Linked DNA regions of Ovis aries: region 2 is linked to region 1. Evidence: chromatin contacts called from public Hi-C data. All regions are on one chromosome and are shown on one strand. Each heading gives the region's core, a stretch centred on a gene start, on an enhancer-like site or on the middle of the called end of the contact. The rest is flanking DNA. Distances are from core to core; before and after follow the strand shown. Region 1 overlaps LOC114117526 (a long non-coding RNA gene). Region 2 has its middle 45 kb from the start of PTPN1.

Evidence for each region. Hi-C and Micro-C count contacts between places; a contact is called where the count stands out from the background.
Region 2: a contact with region 1 is called in a Hi-C map of liver, with 4 times the contacts expected there. The contact joins two enhancer-like sites. A contact is called at or near these places in 5 of 16 Hi-C or Micro-C datasets (blood, liver, retroperitoneal adipose tissue and 1 more).

The regions. Positions count from the first base shown.
Region 1 is chr13:78,322,694-78,330,468 of ARS-UI_Ramb_v3.0, forward strand. It overlaps LOC114117526 (a long non-coding RNA gene), which reads left to right. Exons shown (of 2, transcript XR_006055750.1): 1 at 1-4,516; 2 at 5,454-5,794. Among named protein-coding and RNA genes, the nearest start is that of CEBPB, 100 kb to the left of the region's middle. Within about 2 kb of position 3,013, at least 25 of the 54 cell types and tissues checked have an H3K27ac peak or open chromatin away from gene starts, as enhancers often do. A contact at or near this core is called in liver, where this site is marked.
Region 2 is chr13:78,487,731-78,495,440 of ARS-UI_Ramb_v3.0, forward strand. No RefSeq gene overlaps it. Among named protein-coding and RNA genes, the nearest start is that of PTPN1, 45 kb to the right of the region's middle. Within about 2 kb of position 5,386, at least 12 of the 54 cell types and tissues checked have an H3K27ac peak or open chromatin away from gene starts, as enhancers often do. A contact at or near this core is called in liver, where this site is marked.

The DNA.
Region 1 (7,775 bases), core at 1,763-4,262:
GTGATGCTGAGGTTTCCAAACTCTGCTTCAAAGAACTGAAGTGTCCAGAGGACGCACCTGGATGGCAGGCATGGGGGTGTCTCTTCCGGGAGTGAGGACACGGTCAAGTGGGCAGGGGGTCCCTCATTTCAACCAGATCTGGAGATTCTACCAAAGATGTTTCAGGAAGGGGCGCTGAGACTGAAGGAAGCCACAGGACTTCCACTCCAGGGTAAGGGTTACAAACTCAGGTACCTCCAGGGCCAGGAAAATAGCACAGGCGGAGAACTGGCTGGTGAGAGGGACAGGCTTATCTGAAGAATGGGCGCCACTCAGTTTCAGCCCAATGTCTCCAAGGTGAGGGCTTTCAGTTTCTCATGGAAACTGTACGTCTGGACTGATTATTCAATATTGGAGCCAATCTATAAATGTACAGGCCAGACTTGGCCTGAGGGCCATGAGTTTGGTGCCTCTCTTCCCCTCTGTGTGCTTGGGTGTCAGTCGTATCCGACTCTTGGAGACCGATTGGGCTGTAGCCTGCCAGGCTCCTCCGTCCACGGGATTTTTCAGGCAAGAATACTGGAGTGGGTTGCCATTTGTTTCTCCAGGGAATCTTCCCGACCCAGGGATTGAACCCGCCTCTCCTGTATCTCCTGCATGGCAGACAGATTCTTCACCTGCTGAGCCATCCCCTCTCTTTTGCCGATGGGGAGTCACAAGTGTAGGTGTGCTCCAGCGAGGGGGTTAGGGTGAGGCAGGGCACCGGGCGGGAGGGAGGAGGAGCTTGGACTCGGCTCTGAAAAAGGGTCAGATTCTAGCAAAAAAAAAAAAAAAGAGGAGAGGGCATTCCAGGAGGTGGAGGAGTGTGAGCAAGGGCATGGAGGTGTTGGGGGTGGTATGCAGACTGTTTTTGAGGGTGAGGGAGGTAAGGAGAGGTGGAACCAGGGAATCAGGGAAGGGGGTATGATTATGGGGGGGAGGTGCTGGGAAATACAGGAAGGAGCCAGGCCAAAAGCCTGGCTGGAAAAATCACCAAAGGATTTTAATGATATTAATAATTTCACTTCCGAAATTGTTTGGCAATGAGCAGCTCATTTTTTCACCATGGGCTCTGGGTTCTTGGCAATCCCCATGTACACCAGGGAGTGTTTGCCCAACAAGGAACATTCTCGTTCGCAGATTATTTTCAAACGCCATAAAAATTTTCATTAAGTACTAAATTAGAAATTTAATAATGAATTGTGAAGTTAGAGTAGATTCATGAAAGGACTTATTAATTTCTATTTAGCAAGTTTCTTCAAGTGTTTTAGAGGCAAGACAATTTTTCCCCCCAATCTCCCTTGCAAATTTTCCACCTCGCAGCAGCCAAAATCTGAGGTGGCATGTGCGAAAATAGCTGATGTGCAATGATAGAAAGGGGTAAGTAAGGTTTAGAGAGAGTCCAGGAGAGTTTGCTTTCGAGGGGTGGATCAGAGCGGGCTCCCTGGAGGAGGCGGTTTTGACTCTGAGTGGCAGAGGATGGGGGGAATGTAGACCAGGCCCTTGGGTTAGGGGAGTGGGAGCCTGCCTGGCGGGGGGCCCCAACTGTGCAGACGTGTGAAGGTGGGGATAATGAGAGGAGAGTTTGGAGGAAAGGGTTGGGGGCTGGGCTAGTGATGGTGGACAACAGCGTGAGAACCAAAGAACAGAGGCCAGGGGCACAGCCAGGGCTGAGAAAATAGCATGTGAAGAGGAACGGGGAGCTGACCTCCTCTGTGCAAATCACCTGCGGGTACAGAAGGGTGCTTGTGAGTGTCCTGTCCTGCCCACTACCTGCTGCCTTTTCCCCTCATCCCAGAAGAGTCATCTTAGGTGAGATGCAAGAACGAGTCACTTGTGTTGGTGCCTGTGGAACGCCCAGCACTGCGTGGAGGGCTGCTGGGGTGTCAGCTCACTCGTCCCTGCTGTCAGGGGTATGAGGGAGGTGTTTCCACAATCCCCATCGTACAGAGGACGTGGAGGCCCAGAGAGGTTAAACATCACACCGAAGGTCACACAGCTAGGAAGCAGCAGAGCGGAACTGGGGCCCAGAGCAGTCCAAGCCCACAGTCCTTGTCCTCCCTCGCTTCTTACGTGCTCGCGCCAGGTCTGGCTCTGAGTGATTTGAATACAATCATCACGTTTGTCAGAGGGGTAAACTGAGGCTCTGAGAGATGGAGGCACTTGCATGAGGTCGTGCAGTCGGAAGGGGCAAAGTCAAGGTTTGAATTCTTGGATCCAGTTGAGCCTGGAGCCCACTTTCCTTCCACCAAGTAATATAGCTGCTTGTCTTTCTGGGCCTCTATGAGGATAATGTCCACCTCATGGGGTCCACATGAGGATCAGCTCAGTGCCTAGTGGATAGTAGGTGCTTTAAAGATGATGGCTGTGATTATTGTGCAAACGTGGCTGCACATTAAATGAGTGAATTCACAGCAGGCACTTAGAGTGGAGCCCAAGTACCACTTCGTGTCTAACGGTGCGTTGCATGTGCTCACAAACTGCTAGAATATGTATTATCACTTTTAGAGGACCCACCATGGGGACAGCCTCACAGCCAGCCAAACCTGCTCCCTTCCCAACCTGCCTTCTCCCACGAGCTTGTCTCTTCATCCGACCAACTGGCCAGAGTCCGGGGCAGGATCTGGAGGCGAAGAGGATGCAGAGTTTCCTGCCTGTTAGTCAGAGGGGCACTGAGAGCCCTAGACAGTGAGTCCAGAATCCTGAGCCGGAGCCCTGGCCCTGCTGTGCGGCCTCTGGCAAGTGCCTTGCCTTTTCTGAGCCTCAGGTTGGCCTTGCGTTGGCAGAGCCTGGGCCACGCTGCCCTGGGAGGTGCCAGCCTTGCACAGGGATCAGGGCGGCTCCTGGGCCCCCTTTGGCCACCAGTCCCCACCTCCTGCCTCCCGAGCTGCAGGCCCGCCCGGCTCAGCCGTGACGACCAACCAGCCAATCTGTTTACTGAACTGGCTGACCCCTTCCGGGAACTCGGCCCAAGCTTCCCAGAACTCGGGTATTAATGACCCGGAGCCACATGACAGAGCATGACACAGCACTTTTGGGCGCAAGGCAGGGCCCAGAGGGGTGCGTGGGGGGCCACAGCCCAGCCCCCTGGAGGCCAGCTGGCCGGTGAGTCACTGCAGCCTCCGGCGGCTTCCCGATCCCGCCACCCTGCCGCCCTCCCCCAGCCCCAGGTCCCCCTCCCCTGCCAGGGCCACTTTAGGACCCCTGGACCTTTGCCCCAGTGACCTAGAAGAAGTCTTGGGTGATCAGGACTGCCCTCTGGAGTTACAGACAGGGAAAGTGAGCCCCAGAGGCCTGGAGTAAATAACAGCAAGCACTTATGAGGCGCTTAGTGTGTGCGAGGCATTGGGCAAATATTTTATTCTACCCTCGCCACAACCCAACGTGCTAGATGGGGAAACTGAGGCCCAGAGGGTGTGCAGCAGGGTGGGGCAGCAAGGAATCTGAGCAGCTCTGTTGGACCCTGCAGGATCTCCTTTCATTTCCTCAACACCCTGGCGAGGGAGAGACGGTGGCGTCTATTTCCCAGTGGGGAAACCGAGGCACAGAGGGGCTGGGTCCCCTGCCCGAGGGCTCAGTGCTCTGCCTCCAGGATCCTTGCTTGGAGCCGGATGCATCGGGCGCATCGCTAGGGCGCACTTCATGTCTGTGCACTGACCAGCCCAGGTGGGCGCTCATGCGGGCATCCCCTGGAGCTCACGCGGGCATCCGTTGGAGCTCACGCAGGCATCCGTTGGAGCTCACGCAGGCATCCCTTGGAGCTGTGTTCGAATGCCTACTGTGCCTTTCTCTGGCGACACCATGGCCTGGGCCCGGCACATGGCTGCACTGCGCTCGGCAGCCTCCCTGGTGGAGGGTGATTGTGGTGGTCCTGACCTGGCAGGGCAGCCCTTGAGGCTGTGCCGTGGAGCTGAAGTGACACCTGGCCGCCCGGCTCCATGGATGCCAACTTGGGCATCTATATCTTCTCCGGAGCTGGGTTAGGGTCAGCCTCTGGGCCCCACGGCCACCTCCCACTCCCTGTGCCGCCCAAGGGCACGGTGAGGGCGGAGGTTTTTATGAGGCTGGGAACCAGACAGACTCTGGGGCTCAGAGGGGCCTGCTGGCGGCGGCAGTGCGGCTGCCTGGTTCCCAGCCCCTGAACTTTGGGCTGGGGGCCGCTCGGGTCAGGGGTGGGTGGTGCAGGAACGAGGCAGGGACGGCCAGCACTTTGATGTCTTCTCTTCATTCCATGCCTGTTGCTCGAGCACCTACTGTATACCAGGCTCTAGGAGACCCAGCGAGGTCTCCTTCTGCATTCTGGTGGAAGAGACAAGATCAGTTGAGCAAGCCCAGGAACAGAGAAGATCATTTCAGCGGGGGAGAAGCCCCATGACCGAAACACACAGGGGTGTTCGGGAGCTTCATGGATCAGAGAGGGCTTCTCTGAAGAGGTGACCTGGAGAGACGTCCGAAGGAGGAGAAGGAGCAGAGCCTGGGGGGAGGGGCTGCAGTAGGGGTAACAGCCAGGGCAAAGGCCCTGGGGGGGGTTGGGGCTTGGAGTGTCCTGGGAAAGGTGGGGAGGCCAGGTGGCTGCGGGGAGTGAGGGAGGGGAAAGGGGATGTCAGAGAAGTTGGTAGGATTCAGACCATGCAGTGAGCTCTGGGTGGAGTGCCCCTCATGGGATCTGAGTAGAGGCCTTCACTTACTATTTTGACTTAAATTTCCTACACCTCTGACAGATGAGCTAACGATGGTCAAGTTCACCCAGAAGTTAGGTCAAGGGAAGGGTGGGGATGAAACTGAGGTGCCTGGACAGAGAGTTCGGGCTGACTGCCCCTGAGAAGAAGGAAGTCAGACGCGGGCTGAGGAGTCGATGGCCTAGGGTCAGCAACGCGGGCGCCCTCGCAGAGCCCTGAGTGCTGGGCGCTTCCTGGCAGAGGAGGTGCCCTTTAAGCTGAGGCTGGGGCAGTTTCTGGAAGAGTGCTGGTAGGGGGAAGCCCAGAGGCAAGGGAGAGCAGGGTGGATCTGGGAATCTCCTCATGGCTCAGGAGCTAGGAGAGAGGACGGGGCGGGGGGACTGGTCAGAATCTGGTCCGGCGAGACCGTCCTCGGAGCCTCCAGGAGAAGCTGCAGTTTCAGTCTGCAGGTCGACTGTGTGCCCCGGCTGGACAGACACACGTTCACCCTCCTGGGCCTCCTGGTCCAGCCCAGAGAGGGGTCAGGGCCACGAGGGGCCAGGAGGGGCACGGGGCGTGAGCTCCCACCCTGGCTTCGACAGAAGACACCTGAAGGGCAAATCTCAGTTTGCGGGGTGCCGTCCCTGTGTGACCTGTGGCAAGTCACCTGACCTCTCTGAGCCTTGGTTTTCTCATTTGTAGATGTCACTTGGAAAGACAGTGTCAGAACTCAGCAAGATTATTCTCTCACTCACTCATTCACTGCTTTTTTTTGAGGACCTACTATGTGCCAGGCACCAGACCTAGTGCTGGGGACGGCACAGCTCGGACAAAGCTGCCCACTGTGATGGGAGAGGTGGCGCGGCGTGGCAAGCGGTGAAGAACACGGACTCTGAGCCAGAAGTCCTGGCTTTGCTCCTGGCCTGCCTCTCATCAACTGTGTGACTTTGCCTTACCTCTCTGAGCCTTTTCTGTCAAATGGAATAACTTACAGTACCCACCTCGTGGGGCTGTTCTAAGAACACAGGCATTAATACGTGTATTTAGCACAAGGTACACAGTACATACTCAATAAATGTTCTCCACCTTTTGTGCTCAAAAGGAGGAGAGAGACAGTAGGTGATCAGGTGGACAGACGCGGCGGTGTCTAAAGTGGGAAGTGGCAATACCAGCTCTTGGCGCCACGTGGGCATGCATAGGTACTCAGTGAGTGTGTCCCCTGCTTTGTCTCCACCTGAGCCGAACTAGGAGAGGAACCTGAGGTTTGGGAGTCTGTGTGGGAGATGAGAGACTGTCTCTGTGGCTCCAGAAATCCAGGGCTGAGCTTTGGGGCCAGGGAGGAGAGAGGCATCCCCACTGTCCCCGCAGCCCCGTGTTCCCCGAACCCCATCCCCAGCTTTGTTCACAGCCTGGGTGGCTAGGGCGAGCCGGGGCCTGCCCAGCGGGTCCCCAGTAATGACACTCATTACGCAGGTGTCTGGCAGCGCAGGGGGAGGCGAGGGCCCCAGGGGCTGCATTCGCATGGCACCTGGCCAGCCCACCCGAGGCCCTTCCTCGTCCTTTATGAGTCTGGTGCCCAGGGCAGGCGGGCAGGCTGGGGAGAAGAGCGGGCGTGGGGCCAGCTGGAGCCTGGAGAAAGGAAGGCGCGCTGAGCTGTTTGGGTGTCAAGGTACGGAGGCAGGGGGTGGCGTGGTGGGGCGGGGTGTGTGTGTGCGTGCAGATACGTGCAGGTGTGTTTGGGGGCACAGTGAGTCTGTGTGTAAATACAGGGATTCTTCCAGCCCATCCGTGCAGAGGTGAGAGGGTCTAAGCTGGTGAAGCACTGACCGCCCCCAGAATGGGCTCAGCATCTCCAACATCCATTTCACTTGTTCATTTAACCTATACTGATGGGTGGGTGCCAGGCTGTGCCTGGTGACATCAGATCCAACACTGGGCCAGTCGTCAGCTCCGCCATCTAAGGCTCCAAACCCTGGGAGAGGCAGACACCAAACCTGGGGGAATAAGACATCCCCGCGAAGCCTTCGGTGGAGGAAATAAGGCAGGATGGTGAGACAGAGCAACTGGATGGGGTCAGGGAGGGCCTCTCTGGGGAGGTGACCTTGGAGTTGTGGCCTGAAGGATGAGCTGCCAAGGCAAGATCTGGAGGAAGTGTGTTCTGGGCAGGAGGAACAGGCAGTGCAAAGGCCCAGAGGCAGCACCAGCGTGGCCTGCCTGTGGAGCACTGGGGAGGCCCCCGGTACAGAAGTGACTGAGAGGAGGAGGTAGGAGGAGAAGTCAGGTGTGGGCCGGGCCAGGGCCAGGGGTGTGGATCTTATTCTGAGTACAGTGAGAAGCTTGGCACATGGTGAGCACAGAGAAGGGGGCACCTCCCCACCGGGAAGGATGGGCTTGGAGAGAGTGCAGGCCAAGCCCACTGGGTATGGGAACCATTGGCTCTCAGAGCTGCAGGCAGGAATGTGGGCTGCTCGACTTGTGTTTGAACCTATTCCCCTGTGTTCAAACCCCCTGGATCTGGGAGCCTGTTATTAAGCTGGCTGTACCCTGGGGCTCCTGCCTTTATCCCCAGACGGGCCTGCCTGCCCCGCCTGCCCCGAGGTCAGCTCTGGCCTCCCGAGATGGGAGTGGGTGGGCGGGACTGGTGAACCCCCTGTGACTGCCCCAGCCCCCACCGGGGCACCTGTGCAAGGCCCAGTCAGTTTCTAAGAACTGGAAGTAGATTGCGGAGCAGTGAGCGTTTCCATTTAGAAACACTGAAGCCCAGAGGAGAGGATATGGCCCAGGGCCTCGTGGCAGGGAGCTGGTGGCGGCACCCAGGAAGTCTCTGTCATAACTCACATTGCTTCCCACTTCCTGTCCTGTCTGCTGGGCTCCTCTCAGCGTGACTCTGGCCAGAGGAGCAGTTGGCATCTGAGCAGAGTTGGAGGGAAAAACTAGGGGCAATTTGGGAGGCCTCTCTGTTGGGCCCTACAGGATGAACTGCCCAGCAGTTTAGACAGTAAGTTCCCCATCATTAGAGGCATGTAAGAAGACAATAACAGTTCTTCATCTGCTTACAAGGGTTTGAATGAATGAGAGACCACTTCCTTTTAAGCTTTG
Region 2 (7,710 bases), core at 4,136-6,635, 170 kb after region 1:
TTCCTCTCCCTGATTTTCTTGCGATCGGTGTTTTTTCCTCATTCATGTCTCAGTTCAAGTATCACCTCCTGGAGAGCCCCTTTGCTGACCACTACCCACACCACCCATCATCAGTGCTATTCCCTGGTCTCATTCTCCTCCCAGCCCCTCCACCTGCAATGATCATGCTCGCTTTTTGCATTGCTGTTGTTTGCTCGTTATTTGTTCAGCGCTCCCTCTGGTCCCACAGGCTCCATGAAATCAGGGACTTTTTTTTAATATTTGCTTGTTTGGCTTCCCTGGGTCATAGTCGCAGCAGCGGGATCCTTCATCTTTGCTGCAGCATGCAAGATCTTTAGTTGCAACCTATGAGACCTTAGTTTCCTGACCGTTGAACCCAATCCCCCTGCATTGGAAGCACAGAGTCTTAGCCACTGGACCATCAACAGAAGGTCTTGAAATCAGGGATCTGGCCAGTCTTGCTGATTGCTAACATCCTCACCACCTAAAACAGTAACTATTTGTTGTATGAATGAATCAATCTACCCAGTGATCTGATCCTACTGTATAGAATATTCGAGATGTTCAAGGAGATGACGTCTTGAAAGCACATTTTAAGCATCCAGGTTTATAAAGCACAAGAGAACTTTAAAAGCCCTGGTTGAATATGGTCAGTTACTAGGAGGACTCTAGTTAGGCTTAGGTTTTCCCCCTTAAGCTAGACCTTCAATAATCTGACCTGTGCTAAAAGTCACTTTACCTTTTACAGCCATTTGCCTGGAACAAAATCACTGATGTTCTTATTAGCTCTTATTTAGTTCTTATTTCTAGAATAATACTTTAACATGATATTAAGTCATTCAGAAGGTACCAAGAGGAAAATGAGAAATTTGTCTCCCCCTGACTCCTGATCCAGAAGCAGCTAACACTTCCAGACACCAGGCAATGATTCTAGAAAATTTCCACACATCAACAAGCATGTAGGGAGATATACCCCCACCTTTTCTATTTACACAAAAAGGATCTGATTGATTATTCACAAACCAGCTTTGTATCCCTGCTTTTCCCTTTTTCCACTTTATAATCTATTTCCCTATCGCTGCACAGGAATTGGCTTTGCTCTTTACAGAGACTGTAGAGCGTGTCATGATTTATCCATTCCCCGATCGATGGATGTGGGTGAATTCAGCGTTTGCTACTGAAAACAGTGACTGTCCTCCAACGTACCTCTGGGGGCCCAGAGAGTCACGAGCGTCGTCTCGAGTCTGTTGGAGGAAGCCAAGCACTCTTCCCTCCCCGCCCTCCTCTCCAACCCCCCTCCAAATGCCCTCCCCGGTGTTTGTGTTTTGGCCTTTTAAAGACTTTTTCAAAGTTGACTTTGGCTTCTTGGCCTGAACCCTGAAGTGTTTGAGCTGATAAGATAGTGGGCTTGGTGGAGGGGGTGGGAGCAAATAGTTACCTTGGAGGCCCTCAGCTGAGCAGAGGAGGGGGACGCCGTGCTGGGTCCCAGCCAGGCCGGGGGAGGGAGGGAGATGGGGTGGGGGGGCGGCTGCACGCATGCTGCTCCTCCACCGACTCCTCGCAACCTTCAGATCAGCTCTGAGAGGGCCCCCACCAGGGTCAACCTGTTTACCGGGGCCTCTCGGAAACCAAACAAGACACCGCGGGCAAGTGAGAGCAAAGTCCTGGCGAAGCTCAGGCCTCGGGCCCATCTCCAGAGGCCGTGCACCTGAGGGGCCTGAGGGGCCACAGAGGGGCCCAGTCTCCCCGGCCGCGGCACGGCCCTGACACAGAATCACCCCCGGCTGGCAGCTGTTACCTCATTCCAGGAATCTTACCTGCCCGCACCCGTCTAGGTCCCAGGCCACAGAAGTGAACAAATTAGTCCAGATCCCACCTTCCAGAACCTTCTTCCATCTAGAATAACAGGGAGGTGGCAAACTGTCCAGGAGCTCCCAGAGGGCCTCAGACACCCTGTGGGGACTGAGCAGGGGCCCTGCCTGGCCTAGGGCAGGGAAAGCCTCCCCAGTCACGACACATCCCAGCTGGATGACTCCCTGAGGCTCCCCAGGACTCCCCAAGATTCCCAGGACCCACAGCCCCTGCACGATCTGGCCCCAACCACCTCCCCAACCTCAGCCAGATTCGTTGTCAGCTTGTCAACACCCCATGCTGCTCCTGCCTCAGACCCTCATAAGTGCCGCTCGCTCGGTCTGTAGCACTCTCACCTCCCACTTTCTCAGCCAAAATGATACCTCCTCCTCCAGGAAGCCTTCCATGATGCCCAGAATGGGTCTGGAGCCCCCTCAGGGCTGTCTCATGTTCCTGTATATTCTCTGTCTCAGCTCCAGCTCCTCTGGATTCAGGTCACCATCTGTGGGTGGCCAAAAGGCTTCCCTAGCAGCTCAGATGGCAAAGAATGCAGGAAACCCGGGTTCAATCCCTGGGTCGGGAAGATCCCCTGGAGGAGGGCATGGCAACCCACTCCAGCATTCTTGCCTAGAGAATCCCCATGGGTAAAGGAGACTGGCAGGCTGCAGTCCATGGGGTTGCAGAGCCGAACACGACTGAGCGACTAGACACAAAGTACCCAGCAGAGCCAGAGTCCAGGCTGTGCATCTGACCCGCCGGCATTCACATGCTGGCTCCCCTATTAGCTGTACAACCTCGGGCCTCAGTTTTCTCATCTGGAAAGTGGGCATTATGATGGCACCACCTCACAGGATGGTTGTGAGGAAGAAGCAGTTTAATTGAAAGGCTAAGAGCAGTGTCTGGCACAGAATGTTGCTCAGCATTATTCCATCATTTCTCTCCCACAGACCATAGTAGGTGCTCACTTAACATTTGCTGGATAAATTCATGCAGCCCTTCAAATGTGTTCATGAAGATGAGCAGTGGGGGAAAATGCTTGTGATATAATGGAAAAGCTTTTTAAAGCACAACACTAGATAGTTGAGCAGTATGACTTACAACCCTGCAAACACACACACACACACACACACACACACGCACACACACAAATACCTTAGGTTAGGAGAAAGAGGAAAGAGAAAAAAGGAAACCAGGCTGTTTAGTGTGGCTGCATTAGAAGAATGGGACAAAGAATAATCTTTCTTATTTCTTGTTTGATGTGTTTTTTCCTAATCTTCTTTAATAAGCATGGTTTCAATTTAAAAGGGAAAAAAATAACAACAAATCTAGCAAAGGGGAGCCCGCAAGCCCTTTCTGTTCCATAGAGTTTTCCCACAAACTGGGGCAGGGTGGGGCGGGGCGGCGTGGTCAGAGAAAGAACTGCCCTTTAGAAGTGAAGCAAGAGTGGGAAACCCAGCGCGCTCCGGGCCGGCGGAAGGTGTCAGCCGACCGCGGGGAAGTTGTGCGGCTAATGACCCAGCCCGCCCTCTTGCAGCATGGGGCCTGGCGGACCTGTGCACGCTGCCACGCCCCAGAGCCTCTGCAGACCCCAGACTGGGCTGGTGACCCCATGTCACACCGCAGCCCCACGTGTCCCTACGGCCTAACGGGGGTCACCCCACCGTGTCCCTGCCCCTCTTCACATGCGTTACCTAGCTTAACCTGGTCTTGACAGCCTGCCTGTGAGCCAGCTAGGGGTCACTGTGTCAGCCTCACTTCACAGAGAAGGAAACCAAGGCTTGAAAGATGTAGTGATTTGCCCAAGGTTGTCGAGCTGGAAAATGGCGGCGTCTAAATTTATCACCACTTGGTTCCATCTTTGTCTATGATCGGCCTCCTACTTCTCATTTCTACGAAACCAAATGATGAGTTTCTAGAGGAAAAGGATGGGTGCACAGGCTTCACTGTGTCCCCAGGGTTTTGCCAGAGTCTAGCACATGAGGCCGGGGTCTAGGACAATAATGATGGCTGGATGAATGAATTAACTTATGGAGGATGAATAGATGGATGGATGGATGGATGGATGGGTGAGTAAGTGGGTGAAATGAATAAATAAAAGGATGGATGATGGATGCATGGATATCGATGGATGAGTGGGTGGGTGGAATGCATGCAGGGAATGAATGTATGGCTGAATAGGTAAAAGAATTAATTAAATGATCATGAGAGGCCAAGGGCGCTAAGAGGATGCCTGTTTATTCCTGGACCTTGAATGCACCGTTAAGGAAGCTTGCAGACAGGCCGCTTTCAAGCCAAATCAGCCTTCAGACATGTTTTGTTTTGGCCATCCCAGGGTTTTTCATTTTTTAATTAATTGTCTTTATTTTAAAATTCTGGAAAAGGGAAAGGCTACCCACTCCAGTATTCTGGCCTGGAGAACTCCATGGACTATAGTCCAGGGGGTCGCAAAGCGTCGGCAACGACTGAGCAACTTTCAATTTCACTATTTTAAAATTAGGAAATTTCACATTAGAAATCTGGATCACTGGTTTCCCTGACAGCTCAGCTGGTAAAGAATCTGCCTGCAACGCAGGAGACCCCTGTTCAATTCCTGGGACGGGAAGATCCCCTGGAGAAGGGACAGGCTACCTACTCCAGTATGCTTGGGCTTCCCTGGTGGCTCAGACGGCGAAGAATCTGCCTGCAAATACAGGAGACCTGGGTTCAGTTCCTGAGTTGGGAAGATCCCTTGGAGGAGGGCATGGCAACACACTCCAGTATTCTTGCCTGGAGAATCCCATGGACAGAGGAGCCTGGAGGGCTACAGCCCATGGGGTCGCCAAGAGTCGGACACACCTGAGCAAGGATACGATCCTTGCAAAATTGGGCCAGCTCACGTGCCAGGAAGCAATGGGCCAGGACTGACAGGGCCGAGCCACCTGGGACCACAGTCTCCACCGCTCCCCAGCGCATCTCTGATGTTGAGGCTGGGTGTCGGCTGCCATTTATTACGGCACTTCAGGCTGGTGATCTTCTCATAGTATAATTGCAATGAAAATGAAACATCTGGTGTACCCGGGTGTCCATCAAAAGTAGGGAAATGAAAACACGTAGAAAGAAAACTGGGAGAGATGTTATTTGTTTGTGAATGTTCCTATGGATCTGATGCGCACACAATGCATGCCTTCCTGAGGGTCCGTAGACCACGGCACCTAAGGGCACAGGTGCGGAGCTTGAGGACCGGCCCGGCCCAGGGCTGCTGGCTGCTGGCTGCGCGGCCTTGGGCAAGCCGCCGAGCCTCTCTGGGCTTCAGTTTCCCCGTCTCTAAGGCAGAGATGGAGTCAGTTCCCACCTCAGGGTATTAATGAGTTCCCGCATGAGAAACTCCCTGTGTGTGTGAGCCAGGACTAACTTTGGTTGTTTTGTGTGACCTGTACAACAGGGGTTCTAGACCCAGGGCCATTTGGCAATGCCTAACGCCTTAGGCTGCCACAGCGCGTCCCTTCCAGGCTGCGGCCAGTTAGACAAGGGGTGTGTCCCTAGCGCCTCCCAGTGGCTTGATACCGAAACTGCAGGAAGCTCTCCAGCCCGGGGTGGTGGTGGGGAATAGAGATTGACCCCAGGGCCATCTGCATCCAGACTCAGCGGGAATGTGGAGATTTAAAGTCATGAAAGATGGTAGCAAAGGCTTAGGAGACAAAATGACATGGGTTTGGATCCCAGCTCTCCCACAGAGCAGCAGGGAGACCTTGAACAAATCTATGACCCCTCTGGACCTCAGTTTCCTCAGCTGTAAAATGGGGATGATGTTACACCAGTGTTGTGGGTAGGATTATATTAAGTAACATACATAAACAGATGGCGCCTACTGGATGCTTCATAATCCTCCTCTCTGACACGGGTGTTCACCTAGATCCAGAGCCATGGGGATGAGCTTCCAATATACCCAGAATGATTTAAAAATAATTCTCAAATAGTTTTGCTAGAGGAGTGAGATGTGATGGGGGGTGGGAGGTTCAAGAGGGAAGGGAGATATGTGTACTTATGCTGATTCATATTGTCGTTGACAGAAATCAGCACAACATTATAAAGGAATTGTCTTCCAATTAAAAATAAATTTAAAAAATAATTTTGCTTCAAAGGCACATTTAAAATACGGAACGGGATCCACAACATATTGTCAAATAACCTCAGGCCTGAAAAACATGGTGCAGAAGGGGATTTCTGGCAACAGATCTGGATTTCAGAATACATACATGTGTAACATCTGCGAGAGACAAAGACCTAATTTTCTTAGTATATAAAGAGCTCTTGCAGATGAAGAGACAATTATCCGATAGAAATGTGGGCAAAGGATGTGAATGCTTTACTACCAGAAAAGAGACACAAACGGCCTTTAGATATGTTTTTTAATTCCCCAACCTAAAGGAAGACTATGGGGATTACAACCACGGTGAACACATTTTTCCCCGATAGGCAAAGCCAAGATGGAGCGGTCGGATAATAGTTGGCGTTGGCTGGAGTGTGGGGAAACCAGGGCTCACGTCAGTCACTGCCCTGAATGTCAGTTGGTAGGCATGACCTCAGAAAGCATTTAGACAGTAAGTGTTAAAATTTAAAAATGCACCTGCCCTATGACTGGGCGGTTCAGGGGCTAAGAATTCATCCCTACGGAAATAGATCCGCATACACGGAAAGACTCTTGTGAAAGGAATACTAAGCACAGCATTGTTTGCTGCAGCAAAACACTGGAATCAGCTACATGGTATCATCGGGGACTGGTTAGATAAATTATGATATTCAGACAATGGAATGTGTGGAGAATGCTCTCCTAGTGCTGATCTGGAAAGATCTCCAAGGTACATTATTAAGTAAAAAACAAAACCAGCGCCGAGCAGGGGGTACAGTATACTTCTCTGTAGAGAAACAGCTACAGGAATCCGTGTACACATTTGCTTATCTACACTCTGGATATCTCTGCAATGATCCCCAAGAAACGATAGCCAGGATGACTTCCTGACAGAGACTCTTGGAGATTTGGAGCTGGAGAGCAGGGCTAAAGGATTGCTGCTGTTTAGCCAGGCCCCTCTGTCCATGGGATTTCCCAGGCAAGAATACTGGAGGGGGTTACCATTTCCTCCTCCAAGGAACTTTCCCAACCCAGGGATCATTGGCAGGTGGATTCTTTATCACTGGGCCACCAGGGAAGACAGGGGTTAAGGATTAGACAGGGAATATCCACTGTAAATCTTGTGGTACCTTTTCAACTACTTTTCATGCAAATATGTTTTCTTATGAATATTTTTTTAGTTTTTCATCCTTTAAATTAGACGAGAGGGAGAAATGCCCGCAAGGATATGCTCCAAAATGTCTGCAGCTCTTACCTATGGGTGACTGATGGGGATTTGCAGTGACTTTTATTATCTCATTTTTACTCAGATGGATTTTCTGATTTTTAAAAAATAATTATCAAAGGATATTTGGTATTAATAACTTCAAAAATTCTTTAAAAGTAGACTCTCCGTGTCCTTTTGTTAGCCAGGGGGAAACTAACCTCTACATTGAAAAGCAACAACAGAATATGTACACTCCCCTAAAGAGTCCAATTATCGTCACTGCCAAGAACATCATGGAGCCACATTCCACAAAAAGCGAAGATTGATACAGTCATCCTACTGTGGGCGTGTGTCGCTCAGTCACGTACAGCTGTTTGTGACCCCGTGACTGTTGCCCGCCAGGCTCCTCCGTCCAGGGGATTCTCCAGGCAAGAATACTGGAGGGCGTTGCCATTTCCTTCTCCAGGGGATCTTCCCGACCCAGGGATCGAACCCCGGTCTCCTGCATTACAGGGGGATTCTGTACCATCAAAACTGCTAGTGG